Linked DNA regions of Mus musculus: all the other regions are linked to region 3. A link is a contact called in public Hi-C and Micro-C data. All regions are on one chromosome and are shown on one strand. The core of a region is the stretch at or near the end of the contact, and the rest is flanking DNA. Distances in the headings are between cores, read along the strand shown.

Region 1 (3,947 bases), core at 652-3,151, 41 kb after region 3:
ACTGTGTGCACAGATAGCAAGCTGAGAAATCACTGTAGAACCACGGTGCCAGGCACAATGTAATCTTTTATACTAAACATTCACCTTGAAGTTTGGAAGCTGGCCTAATCCGCAGGGAAAGCTTTCTCTTCGCTCCTTTCCAGGTGAGCTACTGAATAGGCCACCGGGAGGGTTAACAGCGTGGACTTGAGCTGAGCTGGTCATTTAATCAGCGTCTACTGTGTCCCCGAAGCCCCTGCTTTTGTTAAAGTTCTCCATTCTGCCTGGTAAACACGGTGTGCCCTACTTCCTTCTGGAAAAGCTACGACTATAAAATGCATTTGATATTTTCCTTTCATATAACGAAACACTGATAATGGCAGGCAAAAACAAGGCCTCCCTCTCTTTTTCCCATCCACTAGCAAACTAATTGGATAAAGTACCGGTGAGAACTCAGAGTGGCTAATTGTCAATCATCAGGGGTGCTGAAGTTAGCAGTACCTGCTTATACATAGGGTATAAATTTTAGCAGTTGGTTATCCGGCCTCCTCTGTGGGATGTGTGTGTGTGTGTGTGTGTTTATGAATGTGTGAATATACGTGAGTGTCTGTGAGAGTGAGTGTGTGTGAGTATGTGAGAGTGTGTGTTTGTGAGTGTGTGAGAGTGTGAGAGTGTGTGTTTGTGAGTGTGTTAGAGTGAGAGTGAGTGTGTGAATGTGTGTGTGAGTATATGTGTGTGAGTGTGTATGAGTGTATGTGTGTATATGAGTATATGCATGTGTGTGTGTGTGAGTGTTTGTGAGTGTGTGAGAGTGTGTATGTATGTGTGATTGTGAGAGTGTGTATATGTGTGTGAATGAGTATGTGAGTGTGTGAATGAGTGTGTGTGTGTGAGTGTGTGTGTGTTTATGAATGTGTGAATGTACGTGAGTGTGTGTGAGAGTGAGTGTGTATGAGTATGTGAGAGTGTGTGTTTGTGAGTGTGTGAGAGTGTGTGTTTGTGAGTGTGTTAAAGTGAGTGAGAATGAGTGTGTGAGTGTGTGAGATATGTGTGTGAGTGTGTATGAGTGTGTGTATGTGTGTATATGAGTATATGCATGTGTGTGAGTGTGTGTGAGAGTGTTTGTGAGTGTGTATGTATGTGGTTGTGAGAGTGTGTATATGTGTGTGAATGAGTGTGTGAGTGTGTGAATGAATGTGTGTATGAGTGTGAGTGTGTGTGTGAGTGTGTGTGAGTATATGTGTATATGCATGTTTGTGGGTGCTACCTTATTTTCTTTTAAGATTTTGTTTCAACTTGTATTGTGTGTCCTTGAACGTGTGTGTTGGGGAGGGTGTGTGTGCATGTGAGTGTGGTGCCTGTTGAGTCTAGAAGACACATCAGAGACTCTGCCTGCAGCTGGAGTTACAGGCAGTTGTGAGCCACCTCTTCTGCCTTCTGGGAGTCTTCTGCAGAAGCAGCAAGCCCTCTAATCACTGGACCATATCTCCAGCTGAACAGCTATGTCTTCGTTTGTTTGATATGGTCTCTCACTACATCTGCTGCTCACCTCCTTAGCTATCCTGTCTGGCCAGATTGCTCCAGGATGCCCCTGCCTCTGCCTCCCCAGTCCTGGACTGCAGACTTTTTAAACATAGGTGTGGAGACCCCACCTTAGGCCTTCATGTTTGTTTGACACTCACCTTCCGGGCAGCCCCCCCCCACCCCCCCCCCCTGTGTTTTGATTTTGGTGAATCGAGTTCAGATTACAATCAGGAGGCAGGGCTTTCATTTTGCCATTAGCTAGTCGAGATAAAAGGGTATAAACAACATTTTATGAGCTGAAGAATAAGATAAATGGAAACCAGAAATATTTGTGTGAAAAGAAGAAATGAAACTGGAGTATATAAATACTCCATTGTCCTCATAGGTACGGCACCTCTAAAATATGGTGTATGGTTTTAGTTTCGTTTAATTCATTTCCATATACACATAGGCAGAATTTAGACCATGTATAGTTTGCTTTTCTATTGCTGGGATAAAATGCCATGCATGGGGTAGCTTAAAGAAGGAAGGGTACATTTGGCCTCAGGGTTCCGGAGGCCTAAGCATCCATCACCTTCACACAGGGAAGCAGACAGCAAGCAGGCATGGGCCCTGGAGCAGCCGAGGGCTCACACATCAAACCACAAACAGGAAGCAGCGAGTGAGTGGGGACTGGTGCGTGTCTTTTTAAACCTCAAAGCCCACCCACCAGTGACATTCTTTCACGAAGCCACACCTCCTAAACCTACCCAAACAGCTTGACCCGATGGGGACCAAGTATACAAATGCCCAAGTCTATGGGGGACAAAGTATCTCACTTAAATCGTTGCATACTTCCACGGTGAACTTTATTACATTCAGATATGAGTCTGTGCGGGCAAAAGAATATTTTCTTATAAACCCAAATGGCTAGGCCAAGATTTCCTTAACTCCCTCACCACCGAAACAGCGAATCTACCTGGGCTTCGCCTAGCTCAGTTATTACTTGGTAGTAATAATACCTTTGTTAATAAAAGCTTGAAAGCTAACAGAAATGGACTAATGGGCACCCTTTGATATTTAACAAATTAGAGCACCCCAGAGGCTGAAGGCTCAGCAGTGAAGAGCTCTGGCTACTTTCCAAGAGGAACTGGGTTCAAGTCCCAGCACCTGCATGGCTGCTCACAATGCTCTGTAACTCCAACTCCAGAGGCTCCCTGGCCTCCACAGGTACCTGCATTCGCAGAATATACCCATGTGCAGATATGCACACCTATACATGATTAAAATTAATAAAAATAAATACAAAATAATAAATAAAATTTAAACTTTATTTTAAAAAAGAAAGAACACTGTATTTTCTTTACATATGGGCATGGGTTGGCTCTGAGGATTTGAGAGCAAGTGAGTAAGACAGAACAATACAGAACAAGGGAAGGAATTCTGTACCTACTGCAAGAAGCTGGGCTACATTTATTTCAGTTCAAAATCCCTATATGAACACTTAGCACCTGCTGAATCCACGGGTTTTTAATATTTATTTTTAAGGGTTGACTTTTAGCTACCTCCAAGAGTATCCAGGGTAAGTTTAGTCTCTATGTTGTTTATAATGAAGTTTGGGAAGATCTGCGTTGGTGACATCACAGAGTATATGCCTGCATACATAAATCATATTCACAGTCTGGCCATAGCGAGACAAGTTTGTGTGTCTTTCTAATGACTTCTTAAGTTATTCACAAACACAGCTGCCTGTCCATCCCATGATGCTGAGATTTAACTGAGCCGTAGCTTCTGGTTTAAGGAGACATAGTCAATCCAGGCCTATTGTCAGCATCTATGGTTGACCTTGGAGGACATTCTGAGCTTCTGTTAATGGTGCGACAGCAAACTCAAAGGCTGTGGTTAATGCACGTAGGCTCATCTTAGCTAACTGAGCTTCATTGTTGTAATCAAGTTTCTGTGGGTAGCTGCGGCCCATGCAGTAATGCAGTATAAATAAGAAAAGAATGAATCTTTGCATCTTGCCATAACACAGCGGGGGATCAGATTGTGTGAGTGTTTCATTTTCGTGAGGGCTGTGTTCGGGAGACTTTGAATGAGAAACAGGGAACTTAAATAGCTTTGGGCTGTCCATTACTCTCTGGGATACAGCTTGCTGACACATCTCTGAATGCTTCTTTTTAATATTCTGCCATTGCCCTCCGACATGCACCTGCTAATCTGTAGCCTTAAGTGTTTATAATTGTCAGGTAGGCCAGTGAAATCCTCCCTTGAAGAGAAGCTAATTTATCTTAGGGCCTGAATGAGAGTCCATCTGCATTTCAATAATACGGAGTGCCAGGGAATAAAAGCAGCACTTAAAATATACATTCTTCAAAGTAGTGTGGTCCAGCCTCAATTTTGAGAACAGAAGCTTCTGAGGAGGGACAGCAGCTCCTGGAGTAGCTCCTTTATGTGTGAGAGTG
Region 2 (3,824 bases), core at 731-3,230, 60 kb before region 3:
CTGAGTGTGTTGCTCAATCAGTGTGGAAAAGGGACAGATAACACTTTACCACTCATCTGGTGACCCCACCCCCACCTTGACAGCCAGACCTCCTGCTTTCCAGTCCTAGATCACTATTATTATTATTAATTATTATTTTAACTAATGTCATCCTTCATCCAGAAGTAAAAGTTTTCAACTAGGAGAACTGGTCCATCACATATCCTTGTGTCTACCACCCTAATTTCCTTTCCATTGGAGCTTTCAAAACTTTCCCTTCCCTCTTTCTATCCCTCCTATACCCTCTACCCCCTACTATGTGAGACAGTGTTTTACATAGGTCAGACCAGCCTCAAACTTGCCACATAGTCAAAGTTGACCTTGGATTCCTGAGCCTTCAGACTCTATCTTCCAAACAATAGGATTACATGCCTGTTCTACTATGGCCACCTGAGAGAGAGAGAAGAGAGGAAAAGAGGGGGAGAGGGAGAGGGGGAGAGGGAGGGAGAGGGGGAGGGAGATGAACACATAGAGGTGGGGTGAGGGAGAGGGAAGGAGATAATAGTCTCTGGCTTCTGAAACTGACACCGCCTTTCTCTTACCTCTTGGTCACCCTTGGCCCTTCCAGTCCCACACCCATTATCAACCCACTTCCCCCAAAGGTCTAGGATGGGCCCCAGAGTCTAAATCCCCTGCCACCTGGTTAGATGATGAAGCCTAATGGTTAGAAAAAGTTGTGTCAACAGAAACTACACTGTGAACAGAGGTTTAGTGTCTAATAACTCCAGTTCCTAAAACCAGAACTTGCCCAAATAACACACCTAGCGTTGATGGAATCTCAGGAGTCATTCTATCCTAACCTCTCCCAGGAACCTCTTCTTGTAGGCCTTTTGGCTTCATATATCCACAACACCCTTGATGTTCCTGTTCTCTCCAAACCTCTATGCTCTTCAGAGATAAAACGTCCTGTCTGCTCTACTGGAAGCCAACTTTCCTCCATTTTGATGACAGTTTGTTCTTACTGGGTGTCGCCCCTGTGGACTCCTGTCTTCCATACTGCCCGTGCTCCTGACTCTACATTCACCATCACCTACAGCCTGTGACGCCTGTGGTATTTAACAACCAGACGCACAATCTATTTCTCTGTCCTTTCTTTCCTCTACCATCTTCCCTGGTTCTGTCTCCCAGGATACAACCCCAGGCAGCTCCATGTTCCCTGAATGAAAGAGTCCTTTCTCAGGAATTTCATGTTCTCATGGTGGTTGGACTTTCAGGCATCAGGAAGATGTACCTGGAAAGCCACATGTGAGAAACACTTCATGATCATTTTGTGTCCATCATGAAATATCTAAAGCATCAAAAGTGACCGGGATATCACTTAACGGGCGTCTGGCTTTGTATATGAACACATCAGTACAATGGAGTCTCAGAAGCCATACTTGGCCTAGGAATCCCAAAGTGTGGCTTGTGTGTCTGTCTGAAAAGCTCAAATTTATGGAACATGCACCAGCCTTAGCTGATTAGTACCAGAAATGTGGCACATTCAGTTTGGTGTTTTTATCAGAAGAGAGTATCCACTGCACGCCAGACACTCACCCAGAAATTGTTCATGCCGTTATTAACCGAGTACAATGTTCGCCTTGCTGCTTCCTGGAGTTAATGCTAAGGTAATGTAAGGTCAACATAAACATGATCAAAATATACTTTATGGAAACATTTTAATATAAAAATGAAATATAGACATTTTAATATAACATATATGTATAATTCAATATAAGGCTCTCAGCATTAAGTTCTGAATTTAAGCAAATCTGGATTCCCTGGAGTGGCTTCAAATTACCTTCAGCTCAGCTCTTTCAAGCAATGTTCGTTACTGACATTTCCGCAGAAGTGGCCGAAATGAGGCTGTCACTTGAAAGTAATTCCCTGCCCACAGAGCAGACCTAAAATGCTGCGTGGACTGCCTGTTTGAGTCAGTTGTCAGATGCCAGAGTTATTCTGGGAATAGAAGCCTCAGGCACAGCCCTGTAGAATACTCCAGGGTTCCCATTGTCTTGGCAGAGCAGTGCATACCCAAAGCCAACAGCAAGCCACAGGCCGGCCTCCTGCAATGCTTCCTCTCCATCTCAGAGGGATGTTAACTTAAGGGGTAATGATTAGAGAGTTTTAAAAATGCCCTATAGAGCAGATCCTTTCCTTTAAAATAGTAGTACCATGTCACCTTCAAGAAAATATCATGCCACGTCTGCTTCTGTCTAACATCATGCACACAGGAAAACTTCAAAGCAGTGTCTTACGTTATCTGACAGATTTTCAGCATCAGGAAAGTCCAATGCGACACCAGAAGACAGTCTGAAGGCTGTATGGAGGACACGAGGCAGGCAGGAGCATCTCTCCTCTATATCTGATATTTACAGGAGCTTCAGTGCTGGGCTAAGCTATGGCTTCACCAAAACACCAGCATGCTGGGTTCTGAGCACTGCTGCTGGCCATGCTCAGGAGCAAAAGCAATATAGTCCACAGTGATTCCACGCTATATGGCTTCTCAGTCAGCCTGATAAATACTAGAGATACCCGAAGTGCAAAACATTGTCATAAACAACTGCCACGGAGCCACTGAACACCATTTTCTCTGCAGGATGCAGCTTCTGGCTTCCTTCTCCCACTTTAGAGATTATCATTCACGCACACTTATTCATCCATAGCCATTCATTCATTCTCATATTCATTCATTCATTCATTCATTCTCATATTCATTCATTCATTCATTCATTCATTCATTCATTCATTCACTCATTCACTCTCCCCTTCCCTTTCCTTCTCCCCTCCCTCTCCATACTAACACGAAAATGAGGAAGAAAGTACCTAATTCATGGGCCTAAGGACCTGAGAGCTCTTCTCCCTGTTTCTTTTTTTTTTTCACCATTTTTTTTTGTTGGATAATTTCTTTATTTACATTTCAAATGTTATCTTCTTTCCCAGTTTCCCCCCTCCCAGAAACTTCCTATCCCCTCCCCCTGCTTCTATGAGGGTGTTCCTCCACCCACCACCCACCTCTGTCTCCTCACCCTCAATTCCCCTACATTGGGGCATCTATTGAGCTTTCATAGGACCAAGGACCTCTCCTTCCATTGATGCCTGACAAGGCCATCCTCTGCTACATATGCAGCTGGAGCCATGTGTATTCCTTGGTTGGTGGCCTAATCCCTGGGAGCTCTGGGGGGTCTGCTTGGTTGATATTGTTGTTCTTCCTATGGGGTTGCAAACCTTTTCAGCTCCTTCAGTCCTTTCTCTAACTCCTCCACTGGGGACCCCATGCTCAGTCCAATGGATGGCTGTGGGAATCCGCCTCTGTATTTGTAAGGCTTTGGCAGAACCTCTAAGGAGACAGCTATATCAGGCTCCTGTCAGCAAGCATTTCTTGACATCCACAACAGTGTAGGGGTTTGGTATCTGGGATGAATCGCCAGGTGGGACAGTCTCTGGATGGCCTTTCTTTCAGTCTCTGTCCTATACTTTTCCTCCATATTTGCTCCCATGAGTATTTTGTTTCCCTTTCTAAGAAAGACTGAAGCACCCATACTTTGGTCTTCCTTCTTCTTGAGCTTCTTATGGTCTGTATTAGTTAGGGTTTTGCTGCTGTGAACAGACACCATGACCAAGGCAAGTCTTAATAAAACAACATTTAATTGGGGCTGGCTTACAGATTCAGAGGTTCAGTCCATTATCATCAAGGTGGATGCATGGCAGTATCCAGGCAGGCATGGTGCAGGAGGAGCTGAGAGTTCTATGTCTTCATCCAAAGGCTCCTAGTGGAAGACTGACTTCCAGGAAACTAGGGTGAG
Region 3 (4,308 bases), core at 1,693-4,192:
AATTAGCAGCAATGTGCACTATTTTTCTTAAACAAGATGACGCGTCATAGGTAAAGTGATTTCAGAGTTGGGCAAGAAAGACTTGGCTTAAAAATAAACAAGCATTTAGAGTTAAAAGGTCTGCTTCAAAACACAAGTCCTCCTTTTAGAGGAAAGAGCAAAGAAACAACTTAACTTTAAAATAAAAGTCCAGCTTTAAAGCAATCATTTGATAACCCTAATCATGGGTATAATAAAATCCATGCTATACACTAAACCAAGCTTATTTCTCTGGGGAAACATGAACAGCAAGTCCCATGGAATGAGAGTCTAGAGAACAATTTTTTTTTTTTTTTTTTTTTTTAATACAAGGAAAGAGTAGAAATGAAGGGTGGCAAATACTTTTTAAACGGGAAGGGTATAGTCATTGTCCTGAGGCTAGGAAAGCAACCTGACACTAGGTGACACTAGGTGGGGGGCACTTAGGGCATTTGATTGCTGGACACACAGTTGTTTTATGAATTCAGTGTCCTGCTCACACAGTATCTCCCGAACGTCCAGTTTTCTGGGGGTAATGGAGGAGCTGGGAAGTCAGGGAGTCTTTAGGAGGCTGGATGTCGAGGAATTTTAGGTGGAGATCTACAGTCCCACGGGGCAAAGAAATTAAGATTTTATTCAGCTGTAACTAAGTGTTGAGGCGTGCGGGAGAGAGAGGAAGAGGAAAAGAGAGGGAGAGAAAGGGGGGAGGAAGGGAAAGAGGAAGGGAGGGAGGGAGGGAGGGAGAGAGAGAGAGAGAGAGAGAGAGAGAGAGAGAGAGAGAGAGAGAAATCACCAACCCTTACAGACCTACAACATTACCACAAAACAGTCTCAAGAAAGGCCACCGGCTCTATCCCTGTGGCTGCATGCAGGTGGCCTCCCAGGGAACACAGGCCACTTCAGCAGCAGGGGGCGGGGCAGCGCTCAAGGAACTCAGGCCAAGCAAGAGTGGCTTGATAAATTCCACTCAGAGAATGGCCCAGCAGGCCATTCGGGTGATGCCTGGGGCAGGGGTGGGGGGCGGGTCCTTAAGGACTGGGCAGAATAATTCTAATTCATTTGCCAATGCGATAGGTAAAGACCAAAGGAAGACCCTCCCTCATACACGTAGGTGCATGTACCAGGGATCAATCTCACACCAGGGGGCTGGCTGTACTAGAAGAGATTGGTCCCTAAGCTGAGTTGTTAGTATCAACTCAGTGGGATGATATGTGGGATAGTACCTTTATCCCACATTTGTCTCCACTCAGAATCACCTGTAGGCACTGATCCAGTCTCCAAGAAAATCAAGCCTAGCTCCAGCTTTGGGCGTCATCCAGTTGGGCAAATCACCTGTACTATTATTTACTGAACACAATCCCGGACAGGGCAAGACACCTCGGGGCAGACTTCTCCACCCACCAACACCCCTTCTCCACCCACCGCAGCCAGCCGAAGAGGCTGTGGACTGCCCATCTTCAGCTGCTCCACGCCGAGTGCGGGATGCGTGCTCGAAGGGACTGAGAACTCAAAAGTGTACAGGAAGCACAAAGGGCATGCAGACCTTCGGGGCCCAACCGCCCCTTGTCCCCCCTCCCCCCCACACACACCCTACACCCCACCATCGGCGCTGGACCACTACCTCCTGGAAGAGCTCCAGACTGTACGTGTTGTCATCGTCGGCGAAGAAGAGCACGCCGGGTTGCGCGCTCTGATGCTGATGCCTCTGGCGCAGCCAGGCGAGGCCCGCGTTGCGCTGTTCGGTGGCGCGCGGCAGCCACGGTCGCTTGTAGCGCCGCGGCGTGGGCACATGCAGGTGCGTGTTGGGCAGGCCGGCCCGAGCTAGGAAGCTGCTCACCAGCTCGCTGCGCGTCGCCCGGTCCTCCACCAGGATCCAGTGCAACTGCGCCACCTGGCGGAAGGTGTTGGCCAGGCGAGTGAGCTCGGCTTTCTGCACCGGGCGACTGTAGGTGGGTGTGATGGCATAGATGGTGGGCAAGCGCGGCTCCGGCTGCAGCTGAGGCCGAGACTCGTTCCGCTTCTCGGCAGCGTCACGCCCGGGGCTACTCCGTCGGAGCGGGACTCGGGAGCCCCCGCAGCCCACTGCATGGGGAGAGAAGTAGGGACGGGAAGTGAGTTGGGGCGCGGGCCTGCGGGGGTCCACGTCCAACATGATGATGACAATCAGGATCCAGGGCAGGAGGATGAAGAAGCGGCTGCACAGCGCGGACTTCATGGTGCGCGCTCCCCAGCGTCTCGGACACCACCCCCTGCAAGGACTAGGCTCCGGGTAGGGGACCTCTGTGTGCAGTTAGGACAGCGGCAGCGTCTGCAATCAGGGAGAAGCCGCAAGCGCGCTCCCCTTCCGGACTGGGGCGTTGCGGGGACCTGGGCGTTGTGGGGTCGGCGCAGATGCAGGGCAAGCTAGAACTCCAGGGGGTGCAGGAGGACCGGCTAGGGTCTTGGGTCACTCTGGATGAAGTCGGCGGGAATCTGGACACGGTCCAGCCGCACTCCGCAGGTCCCGGAGTTGTGCCGAGTGCAAGCCAGGCGGCGGTCCCCGCTGCGCTCTTTTCCCGAGTGCGAGCCTGGAACGTACCAGGCGTTGTACCTTGCCGCTCCTGTCCCGCGTCGCTGAGGGCTAAGAGGATCCAGCTGCTGGCCTGGGCGAGCGTTCCGGGACCCCTTTGAAGGCGGTTGCCGGGAATGCTGAGGGCTTTCCTCCGTCACATGTCGGCCGGTGCAGCTGCGATCCCGGGTGGACACCGAGGATGCTGCGTCCCTAAGCTCCCGTTCGAGCGCCGCGGCAGAAACCTGTGCCGCTCTCTCCTTCTCGGAACCTCTCCCGGCTCCAGACAGCAAGATCCCAAAGCAGGGAAAGAAAGAAAAAGCGAGGGGGCGGGGGCGCTGCAGACTCGGGCGTCCTCCTAGTGCTCCGGTGGGAAGATAGCAGCGCTGCTACTGGCGGAGAGGGGCTGCGGGGCGGAGGCGGGAAGGGCCAAGGCTCTCTGCGGGGTCTGAGCCCGGTGGCACCAGGCGCTGCCTGCGGGCAGAGGCAGGGGGAGGGAGGAGGATCTCTGCTGGGTTGCGCGACCTCTGCCTGGGGTGTGTGTGTGTGTGTGTGTGTGTGTGTGTGTGTGTGTGTGTGGAGGTGGTGGGTGCTGTTTTCAGATCGCCCCAGGGTTCAGCTCACTGAACTGCTGCAGGGTCTTTGGAGATCAGCCAAGGAAACCCATTCACGTGTGACAAGTCCGGAGTCCTAAAGAGGGCAGAAGGAGAAAGAGGGAGGGGACAAAGCGGTCCTTCCCTGGCTTGAGGGTTGGTGTACAGAACCTCAGCAAAGAGAACCACTTTCTCTTGAAAGGCAGAAATCAATAGAATCCCACAGAGATGGAGGGGGTGCCGCACATAGGTGTCTGGCATGTGTGCCAGCCCATTCCAAGGAATCAATCGCAACTGCTCGGCCACAGTTGGATCTGTGGGGGACATTTTGACAACTCCGGCTGAGTATGTGTAACTTGCTTTTGTTCATGTTGGAGCCTTCCCAGTTTGCAGGCACAGGAATTATCCCCCAGGACCATCCCTGTAATCCTTTCAAGGAGGCTTTGGAGGTGGAATCACCTTCATTTTCTGGATGAAGGAGCAGAAGATGGAGACTTAAGGGAATTTCCTGAGGTCAGTGGTAACTGACTTAGTGGAAATAGAACGTGGGCGTCCTGGATAGAACCCACTGCCTCTTCACTGCACATCATCAGCACAGCCTGGCTGTGAGTGACCGGTCTTCCTAGGTGATGCCATCAGATCAAGTGGGTCAGAGGATGGCAAGCGGAAATACCTGGAAGACCCTCTCATATATAGAGAATCTATTAGCCGAACGAACCCCAGGCTGTTCTCATTCCAAGCACATTCCAGGGAGTCTGAGGAAAGCACCCCCACCCCCAATGAATCATTTCTGATTCCGTTTTCCTCCGCAACCCGACTTTCTCTGTCGCATGAAAATCCTTTTGACTATGTTCCTGAGGAACAAGCAGCACGCTGGGGCAGATCCTCCACCTTCACGTGGCTGTGTCCTGCATCTTGGGTTCGGTGTCTGGCACTGCGCACCTGTGAATTTTCACAACTACTCTCTTATGTTGTGGGGTAGTCACTAGAGAAGACTGCTCCGACTTGGGTTGAAGCAAATATATAAAGCATTTATTAGCCAGCCGGTGACTACATTGGGTGTTTGAATCCCAAGGTAGCGCTGAGGCTTTCTCAGGGTGAGCGTTTAAGCAAACAACAACAACAACAACACCAAAAAACAAAAAAATA

The links. A called contact is a pair of places that touch in the nucleus more often than the background predicts.
Region 1: a Micro-C map of B cells shows a contact between it and region 3, with 2.5 times the contacts expected there. The contact joins the enhancer-like site here to the promoter of B3gat2 in region 3. A contact is called at or near these places in 1 of 15 datasets of contacts at CTCF or cohesin (large pre-B cells), 3 of 484 Hi-C or Micro-C datasets (B cells and pre-B cells), 4 of 115 datasets of contacts at active chromatin or transcription factors (craniofacial prominence, embryonic stem cells and neural progenitor cells) and 3 of 9 other capture datasets (adipose tissue, liver and pancreatic islet).
Region 2: a contact with region 3 is called in a Hi-C map of cerebellar granule neurons, with 2.2 times the contacts expected there. The contact joins the enhancer-like site here to the promoter of B3gat2 in region 3. A contact is called at or near these places in 3 of 39 promoter capture datasets (embryonic stem cells, hippocampal neurons and pre-B cells), 13 of 484 Hi-C or Micro-C datasets (the N1E-115 cell line, Sertoli cells, cardiomyocytes and 6 more), 7 of 115 datasets of contacts at active chromatin or transcription factors (embryonic stem cells, fibro-adipogenic progenitors, forebrain and 1 more) and 1 of 9 other capture datasets (pancreatic islet).

The regions. Positions count from the first base shown.
Region 1 is chr1:23,718,740-23,722,686 of GRCm38.p6, reverse strand. No RefSeq gene overlaps it. Among named protein-coding and RNA genes, the nearest start is that of B3gat2, 41 kb to the left of the region's middle. Within about 2 kb of position 1,901, at least 19 of the 459 cell types and tissues checked have an H3K27ac peak or open chromatin away from gene starts, as enhancers often do. A contact at or near this core is called in B cells, where this site is marked.
Region 2 is chr1:23,819,982-23,823,805 of GRCm38.p6, reverse strand. All of the region lies in intron 2 of B3gat2 (beta-1,3-glucuronyltransferase 2 (glucuronosyltransferase S)), which reads right to left. Among named protein-coding and RNA genes, the nearest start is that of B3gat2, 60 kb to the right of the region's middle. Within about 2 kb of position 1,980, at least 4 of the 459 cell types and tissues checked have an H3K27ac peak or open chromatin away from gene starts, as enhancers often do. A contact at or near this core is called in cerebellar granule neurons and cerebellum, where this site is marked.
Region 3 is chr1:23,760,560-23,764,867 of GRCm38.p6, reverse strand. B3gat2 (beta-1,3-glucuronyltransferase 2 (glucuronosyltransferase S)) reads right to left here and starts at 2,942. Exons shown (of 4, transcript NM_172124.2): 1 at 1,640-2,942. The coding sequence starts at 2,233.